Regions from separate parts of the Mus musculus genome. Here region 1 is linked to region 2. A link is a contact called in public Hi-C data. All regions are on one chromosome and are shown on one strand. The core of a region is the stretch at or near the end of the contact, and the rest is flanking DNA. Distances in the headings are between cores, read along the strand shown. Region 1 overlaps Taf3 (TATA-box binding protein associated factor 3). Region 2 has its middle 260 kb from the start of Gm30957.

Region 1 (3,977 bases), core at 699-3,198, 1.3 Mb before region 2:
ATGTCACGGAGAGGATTGTATTGTGATTTCCTACAAACATCTAGATTTGTTGTTCCAGCTATAGCTCCATGGTTATTTTGTTAGTAATAGCTGTTACCATCACCAACTGTGTGTGGCTAGAAAGGGTGTTCTTGTGGAACAGGTTTTTGTGTTAAAGAAATATTTCTAGTTACAAGAGATAATAAGTAAAGTCATATATTGTCTCTGCTCTGAATTGGTTTCAATAATTTGTTGTTGAAGACCTGTTGTTAATGAGTTGGGTGGTGACTTTTATGGCATGCCAAGAAAAATATTCATACATTTAATTGGAGATCTTAGTTTCTTTAGCTCTCTGAATTTTTTACCAAGAAATGTTGAAGTATTTCTAATATCTATTTATCACTTAAATGTGGTTTGTCTTTAACTAGATATATAGTTGGAAACATTCTTTGAATTCAGTTGTTTTAAAACTACAAATTTCATCAGAAGGCTTTTCATATGTCAAGTTAAACATTGGTTTAGGTTTAACGTGACACAAGTTGGATTTCATCATTTACATTAAAAGCAGCACAATTTCCTGGCCTTTTTTTTTTTTTTTAAAAGAAAATCAGAGTAAAGAGCTAAATCCGAGTGGAATGGCCCAGCCTGCTTCCCAAGCCTGCACAGCAAGCAGGCGGCTGGGTGCAGAGGGAGCTCACAAGAACCCACTTTCACTTCTAGGCGCCTCTCTGCAGACAGAGCTACCTGTGCCACCTCTGGCCTTGTAACTAAAGTACTTCATGAAGTTAAAGAAAATTCTCAGAAAATGCTGCTTCCTTCATTCTACAAGGCTACTCATAGTGCTAAGATTTCTGTTCTTCCTGGCCTTTCCCCCCTATAAAAATGTCATACTTTATGTCTGCAGGGTTCTATAACTGCCAGTAGAGGGCACTGTTGTAACGCAAGAGAAATGTATTGCTTCCCTAACTCCTTGTCTGCCTTTGCAATTTGCAGTGTTTTTAAAAGCAATATTCTCTATGTAATTAAAATCCGTTCTCTGTATAATTAGCAGTTGAGCCGTATTCTTTGTGGCAGAGTTTGTTTGTGGATGGCATTTTTTTAAGTCTGTGTTCCATCTATAGCTAAGTGCCTAAACTGCCCTCTATTAAAATATAGGAAGTTGTGTTGCTTTTTCTCTACACTAAGCAATGCTGGAGATGGAAATGTATAAAAATTACTTTAGGTTTCATTTAGGCCCTACGAGCTAATTATCCAGTAGGGAACGTTTAAAATTCTTGGTTCCAGTGGAGTTAATATGCCATGGTCAAGAGGAGTGTTCGGGTGCCTGGCGTAGTAGCAGGACCGCTAATTCTGTGCTAGTGCTCTGCTGATGCAAGCTACTGATCACCTTAGCAAGTTTGCTAATAACTTTTCCTTTCGTGCTTCCTTAAAATCATATGCCATCGATACAGTTATCAAACCACTAAAGAGTGATGTGGAAAGGTGGCTGAAACTGCCTCTCTTGCTTAACTCTCATAAATGTCATTTGGAGTGACTAAATGTGTACTCATGGCCTGGCCTCTGCAGGCTCTGGAGGGCAGTGAGACTAGAGAGTCCCAGCCTGGAGTTCAAGCGCCCGGGCCGGCCGGCCACACTTCGTAAGCTTTATGGTTTGCCTCCCCAAGTAGTCTAAAATCAAAGAAATTGATTTCAAGGCCAAACTATAACGTCTTTTCTCAGTTTTGGAACTGAAACTTTATGACTAATATTTTGAAATTATTTCATTTTGTGCTTTAAAGTTGCAAGAGAAATTTAGTTGAGAATCAGAAATCTTAGCACTATGAGTAGCCTTGTAGAATGAAGGAATCAGCATTTTCCTGAGAATTTTCTTTAACTTCATGAAGTACTTTAGTTACAAGGCCAGAGGTGGCACAGGTAGCTCTGTCTGCAGAGAGGCGCCTAGAAGTGAAAGTGGGTTCATGTGAGCTCCCTCTGCACCCAGCCGCCTGCCTGCTGTGCAGGCTTGGGAAGTAGGCTGGGCCATTCCACTCGGATTTAGCTCTTTACAATCTGATTTTAAAAAACAAAACAAAACACTGTGTTAACATTTGAGAAGAGTGAGCCTGTGTAAGGGCACTATCATAACATAAAGGGAAACACTTGGAACTATCTTTCAGGCCTCAGTCACTGGAGGTGTCATTTCAGGATATTTGAGTTTAACTAAAGTGAAAGCTGAAAATTTCAGGCTATGGTAAGGAAGGATTCTGCTGTTTTTCACAGAGTTTTTCTGATGTTATAGCTGTCCCCAAAGGAAGACATTCAGTTTCTTCCCTGTTGGTCCCCTGCTCCTTTGTACTTCATGGGACTTCTTAAGACAGAGGCTTTGCTGTTTGTTTAAAATATACTAGGTAGGTTAGAAAAAAAAATAACTGAATGTTGTTTATCTGAAGGCATAAAACCATTGCTTTCTTATTTCTTATAACCAAAGAGGAAATAAAGCAAAATTTCCTTTTGTTGGAGCATTTGTATTGAATGTGGGGACTTGCCTGTATTGTCTTGTAATGGTTATCGCTGCCTTTTCGCCCACAGAGGCTATCACAGGTTTTAGTCTGGGCTGTTTGTATTCAGCAAGGTCAAGATAAGTTTTATCTCTACAGATAAGTCAAGTGCATTAGGATCGATAGGCAATAGTAAAATTCGCTGAAAATATTATTGCCAAGTTCTTAATGATTTTTAAAGCTATAAGCTTGTCATGTGGAATATACCCATACTGGTTTTTATTTATTTGAATGGCACTAAAAGTGTCATTAATTATGCAGGCTTTTTAAAGAGACAGGAACCGATTAAAGTAGCGTTTGGGCAGCCGTGAGCCGTGAGCTCCAGTGTTAAACTGATGAAGTATGAGAAGCTGCTTGGTTTTCTTTTTAAAGAAAATGCCAAGAGAACAAATATTATAGAAGGCATTTATAAATTAAAAACATAACTTGAGTTTCCTTGTTAAAATAATCATTTTTGACTTTGTATAGATATCCATCTTACCCAGGGGCCACGCCACAGATTTTGGTTTCCTTAGCTGAGAAACTCTGGTGGGAAAGGAAACCTATCCTACCCGTACGAGGAGCTGTGAGGAACCCTTTGTAAGAACTGCTGCTTGAGTGTGTGACAGGCAGAGAAGACAGGAAGGACACAGACTCATTCACTGGTTTGTTTTTAACTCAGAGGAACACCCTTCTGATACCTTTCTCATAGAGTTTCGAGTCTGTTTGTTTCCATTTTCTGCAGGTAAGACCACCATCACCTTAGGGCAAATGTACCTAGAATTTATTTTCTTTCTTGGTAGCAATCCTGCTAGATGCCCCCATGCAGGGGCCACATTACAGTTGGAAAGCACACGCTCTAGAGAAGTTACATGTCTCGGTGGGCTTTCTTCTCCAGCGTTATGTAACAACAACGCTTTGCAGACTTTACAGCCTTGGGATTCCGTATTTTGTTATGGCTGTATGAGTTTATGCTTTTCAATTTCTTAAAATATATGTTCTTCGCTCTTGCTCCTTTAGAGATCAGTCGGTGGCTTTTCCTTGCTTTAAGGGGACTTTTCCTCTCTTAGTGGATAATTGAGGTAAGGAGACTGGGACCAACTTCGGTGTTGATTTCAGGTGTTCTTATTCCTACACAGGAAACCGTGTCACTCATTGCCCCAGAATTGTGCCTCTTGTGTTCTTTCCTCCCTCCTTCTCTCTCAGTACTTAATGCATTTATGTGACCACTTAAGTAAAAGTTATAGAAATACTTGGCACCCTTCTAGAAACTGTTAGCATTTTCTTTAAAAATTTCTATAGAAGATGATCTTTGGGTCGTATGCTTCTTAGTTCTGATAGTGTGGCCCACACAGCCACCAGTGTAGCTACAGCAATGTTTCCTCAACACACATACAGAAAAAGCTGTGATTTCTTTCTGGATCCTCTAGACTGTGCTGTGAGAGGGAGAAAGCCCAAAGGCTGTGTGGCCTCACTGGCTGA
Region 2 (3,644 bases), core at 116-2,615:
TTCTTCCTATGGGGCTGCAAACCCCTTCAGCTTCTTCCGTCCTTGTCCTAACTTCTCCATTGGGATCCCTGTGCTCAATCCGATGTTTGGCTATGAGCATCTGCTTCTGTATTGGTCAGGCTATGGCTGAGCCTTACAGGAGACAGCTACTCCAGGCCCCTCTCAGCAAGCACTTCTTGGCATCAGTAATAGTGTCTGGGTTTGGTGTCTGCAGATGGGATGGGTCCAAACAGCATGAGCATCTCAGCGGCATGGGTCTCAGTGGCCAGATGTGTCTGTGTGCATATACTAAATTCTGTAGCAGGCAGTTGTCATTGAGAGTCTACCTTTATGTCAAAAGGCTGCAGGAAAAAAATGATGGAAACAATTGCCTGAAGGTGCAATCTTGAAGGTCTGGAACAGTGACTCATGATGAAATGCCACAGATGACCTGCAGTTTTACCTGAGACACGTTTCCACCCCTTACTTTCCCGCAACACACGCAGTGGAGTAATGGTTTTCATTTACAAAGCCTTTTTTTCATCTAATGTACAGGTTGTTTGTATATGTCTATTCGTTTTTAATGCCCAGTTTCCTTAAGGCATTCTGGTTACAAGAAGTGTTCACTTTTTAAAGCAATGGCCAGTCCTCACTGCCCCGGCATGTTCTTTAAGCAATGGCCATTTTTCCCTGTGCTTGTCATGATCTTTAAGCAATGGCAAGTCCCCACTCTCCTCCTGCATGGTCTTTAAGCAGTGGTCAGTCCTCACTGTCCCCTGTGTGATCTTTAATCAATGTTCAGCCCTCTTTGTGTTAAATGTACTCAAATCCTCCAGTTTCCCAACTGAAGAGCAGACTCTAATGATTAGTTAAGAAATGCATTCAACTTAATTCAGATTTTATTCTCCCCTTAAGTCCCTTAGCTGAGCTCTCTTACTTCGATTTTTCAGAATTAAAGAAACCCTCATTTAAAATGAGCTTGTGCACACAGGGCATCTGTCTGTCACCAAAGGCAAAGAGCATCTTTCAAATATAATGGGGACAGGAGTCATCAACTCTAAATCTGATCTGCCCGTAATTCAATTAAATCATTACATTCTTGTCTTTCACTGATTTGTCTTGCCTACCGAAAACCATGCAACAAATGTGTTAAATGTTCATGTTTATATAGTGTGTGCATCTAAAGAGAAAGAAAGAAAAAAATCATTTAATGCTAAAGAGGAGAATATATTGTTGATTTTTTTTTTTAACAAATGGCTGGGAGGGTTATAATGTATTAGTTTTTTTTTTTCTAGAGGTAATCTTAGATGGGGAGTGAATGAAGGGAGGTCCGTTATCAGTCCATAACATCTGCTGCAGTGTCAAGTGATGAAATGGGTGACTCCGGAGCCCAAGACAGCTGGGACGGATTTCTTAATGCAGGAGGGTATTGTGCAAACAAACAGGCCCTGATACGGTCTATGGTTGTCACAATTATTCAGGCTGGTGATACATCTTCCAGTATTAGCTGCTTGAGCAGTCTTATTTCTTTTAAAACTAAACTACTATATAACAATTGCCATCCTGGTCTGCAAGTCAGTGGAAACAAATAAAATAAATACACCAGGAACAACAACAACAAAAATAAATAAGTAGAAATTAAAATTTATCACTGGAGCAATAAACTGTAAAGCTGACGTCGGATGAACAGGGCAAGACAAACCACCTACAACAATGACCCGGGAGGGAACAAACAAAGCCTGATCCCAAACCTGACTGAAATTAAAGCTCCAAAGGAGGAGCAGTTTTTCTCACCCTTTGTTACATAAGTGGCCCGGGTGTCCTTCAAGCTACAGATACATAAGTGCTGGTTTGGATACCTAATTTCCATTCATGCTACTTTTAGGCTTGTGGCTTGTGTACAGTATCATAGCCATGCCTAATTAGAATGATGGAGCTTCTCTAACAGGTAAAGATTCTATAAAAAGAAGAAATGAAATAATTTGGAAATCACTATTTACATACATGAAAAATGCTAATGGGTTTAAACATAAATCGAAGAGGAGTTTCCCTTACATAGGCGTCCTGGTAAATACATCAATATTGAGGAGGAACTTAGAAATTGTACAGCTGACACCCAATTCAGATATGATGCAGCATACAAGAATACAGCCCAGCTTTGGATCTGATATCTGAAAACTGCTGTAAGAATTATTTAGGTTTTCTGTGCCTTGGAATCAAAAGTCAATAAAAGAAAGGAGGTTGCTGGGGACAGTTCAGGGTGTAAAGGCTTGCCTGGCAAGCATGAGTTCAGATCCCCAAAACCCACATAAAGAGACGTGACTTGTATCTATAATCTCAGCTCTGAGAGTTGGGGGGGTGGAGAGTAGGGACTTCCAAGACACTCATGGGACTCCTAACCTGGTCTAAATGCTGAAGTCCACGCTGTTGTAGGACCTTATCTCAAGCAAACAGTAGAAGATCTTCAGGACTGAAGGTTGTTCTCTGACCAGGACATATGCACTTTGCACAAATGCACATTTACCAACACACACACACACACACACAGAGAGACAGAGACAGAGACAGAGAGAGAGACAGAGACAGAGAGAGAGAGAGACAGAGAGAGAGACAGAGAGAGAGACACAGAGAGAGAGAGACAGAGACAGAGAGAGAGACAGAGACAGAGACAGAGACAGAGAGACAGAGAGAGAGAAGAGAGAAGAGAGAGAGACAGAGAGAGAGAGAAAGAGAGAGAAGAGAGAGAGAGAGAGAGAGAGAGAGAGAGCGAGCAAAGAATCATGAACCCTTCACTCTGAGCAACTCTCACAATAAAGCATGTGTGCGAAATAATAACCGAGTAAATTAAAATGTTTCTAGAAACCCAAGTGTATTTGATTCTGAGCTCATTTTGGTCAGGCTGCCTCTGTCTTTGTCACTTATATATCCAGGGTAGTATTAGAAATGATAGTATTAATAGTAGTATTATTTTAGGAGAAATATCTTCAAAATAAATGTGAACAGAAAGATTGAATCTGTGTCACAAATGCTTAACTGAGACACTGGTTCTTTCAAAAAATCAGAAAATAAGCTTTTATTATTTATTTATATATTTTTTAATTTTAGAAGTTACTGGGGATCTGCTGGTCTGCATTACATCATGTGTGTTTTCTGTTGTATATAAGTCCTTAAGTATAGGACCCATGAAGACACCAAAATGCATGAGTCCGTGCATATGTACAGAAGAGATCACACACATTTCTTACTTACTCATTTCTCATCATACCACACAATTATTGACAAATGGTGAATATTTATCAAGAACTGATTTACTCTTTGCACTTTTGTTGGTATCAGGACCAATTATGTTGAGACTCATATATAAATAGCACAATATTATCATTTCCCTGACAGTGGGATATCTTTGCTTCCTCATTTATTCATTCATTTAATAAACATTTACTGAGTATATCCTTTGGGTCCGCTTAGTTTATTATATTAAGAATGAAACTGTGAAACAAATAATAAGAGAAAAATCATTCTTACACTCTTAGAAAGCTGATGATGTTGTGGTAGCATCGACACAGGATCCATGAAGAGCAGAAACTGGAATAATCAATATGTAAAAAGAAATTTTAAACTAGTTTGGAAAAGGTACAGTAATGCCATAGACTGTGTCTCTAAAG

What was found. A called contact is a pair of places that touch in the nucleus more often than the background predicts.
Region 1: a contact with region 2 is called in a Hi-C map of the N1E-115 cell line, with 4 times the contacts expected there. The contact joins two enhancer-like sites. A contact is called at or near these places in 2 of 39 promoter capture datasets (the 3T3-L1 cell line and hippocampal neurons) and 21 of 484 Hi-C or Micro-C datasets (3T3-L1-derived adipocytes, the AML12 cell line, B cells and 15 more).

Annotation. Positions count from the first base shown.
Region 1 is chr2:10,007,407-10,011,383 of GRCm38.p6, reverse strand. The region is part of intron 2 of Taf3 (TATA-box binding protein associated factor 3); the gene reads left to right. Among named protein-coding and RNA genes, the nearest start is that of Taf3, 39 kb to the left of the region's middle. Within about 2 kb of position 1,948, at least 26 of the 459 cell types and tissues checked have an H3K27ac peak or open chromatin away from gene starts, as enhancers often do. A contact at or near this core is called in the N1E-115 cell line, where this site is marked.
Region 2 is chr2:8,689,187-8,692,830 of GRCm38.p6, reverse strand. No RefSeq gene overlaps it. Among named protein-coding and RNA genes, the nearest start is that of Gm30957, 260 kb to the left of the region's middle. Within about 2 kb of position 1,365, at least 6 of the 459 cell types and tissues checked have an H3K27ac peak or open chromatin away from gene starts, as enhancers often do. A contact at or near this core is called in the N1E-115 cell line, where this site is marked.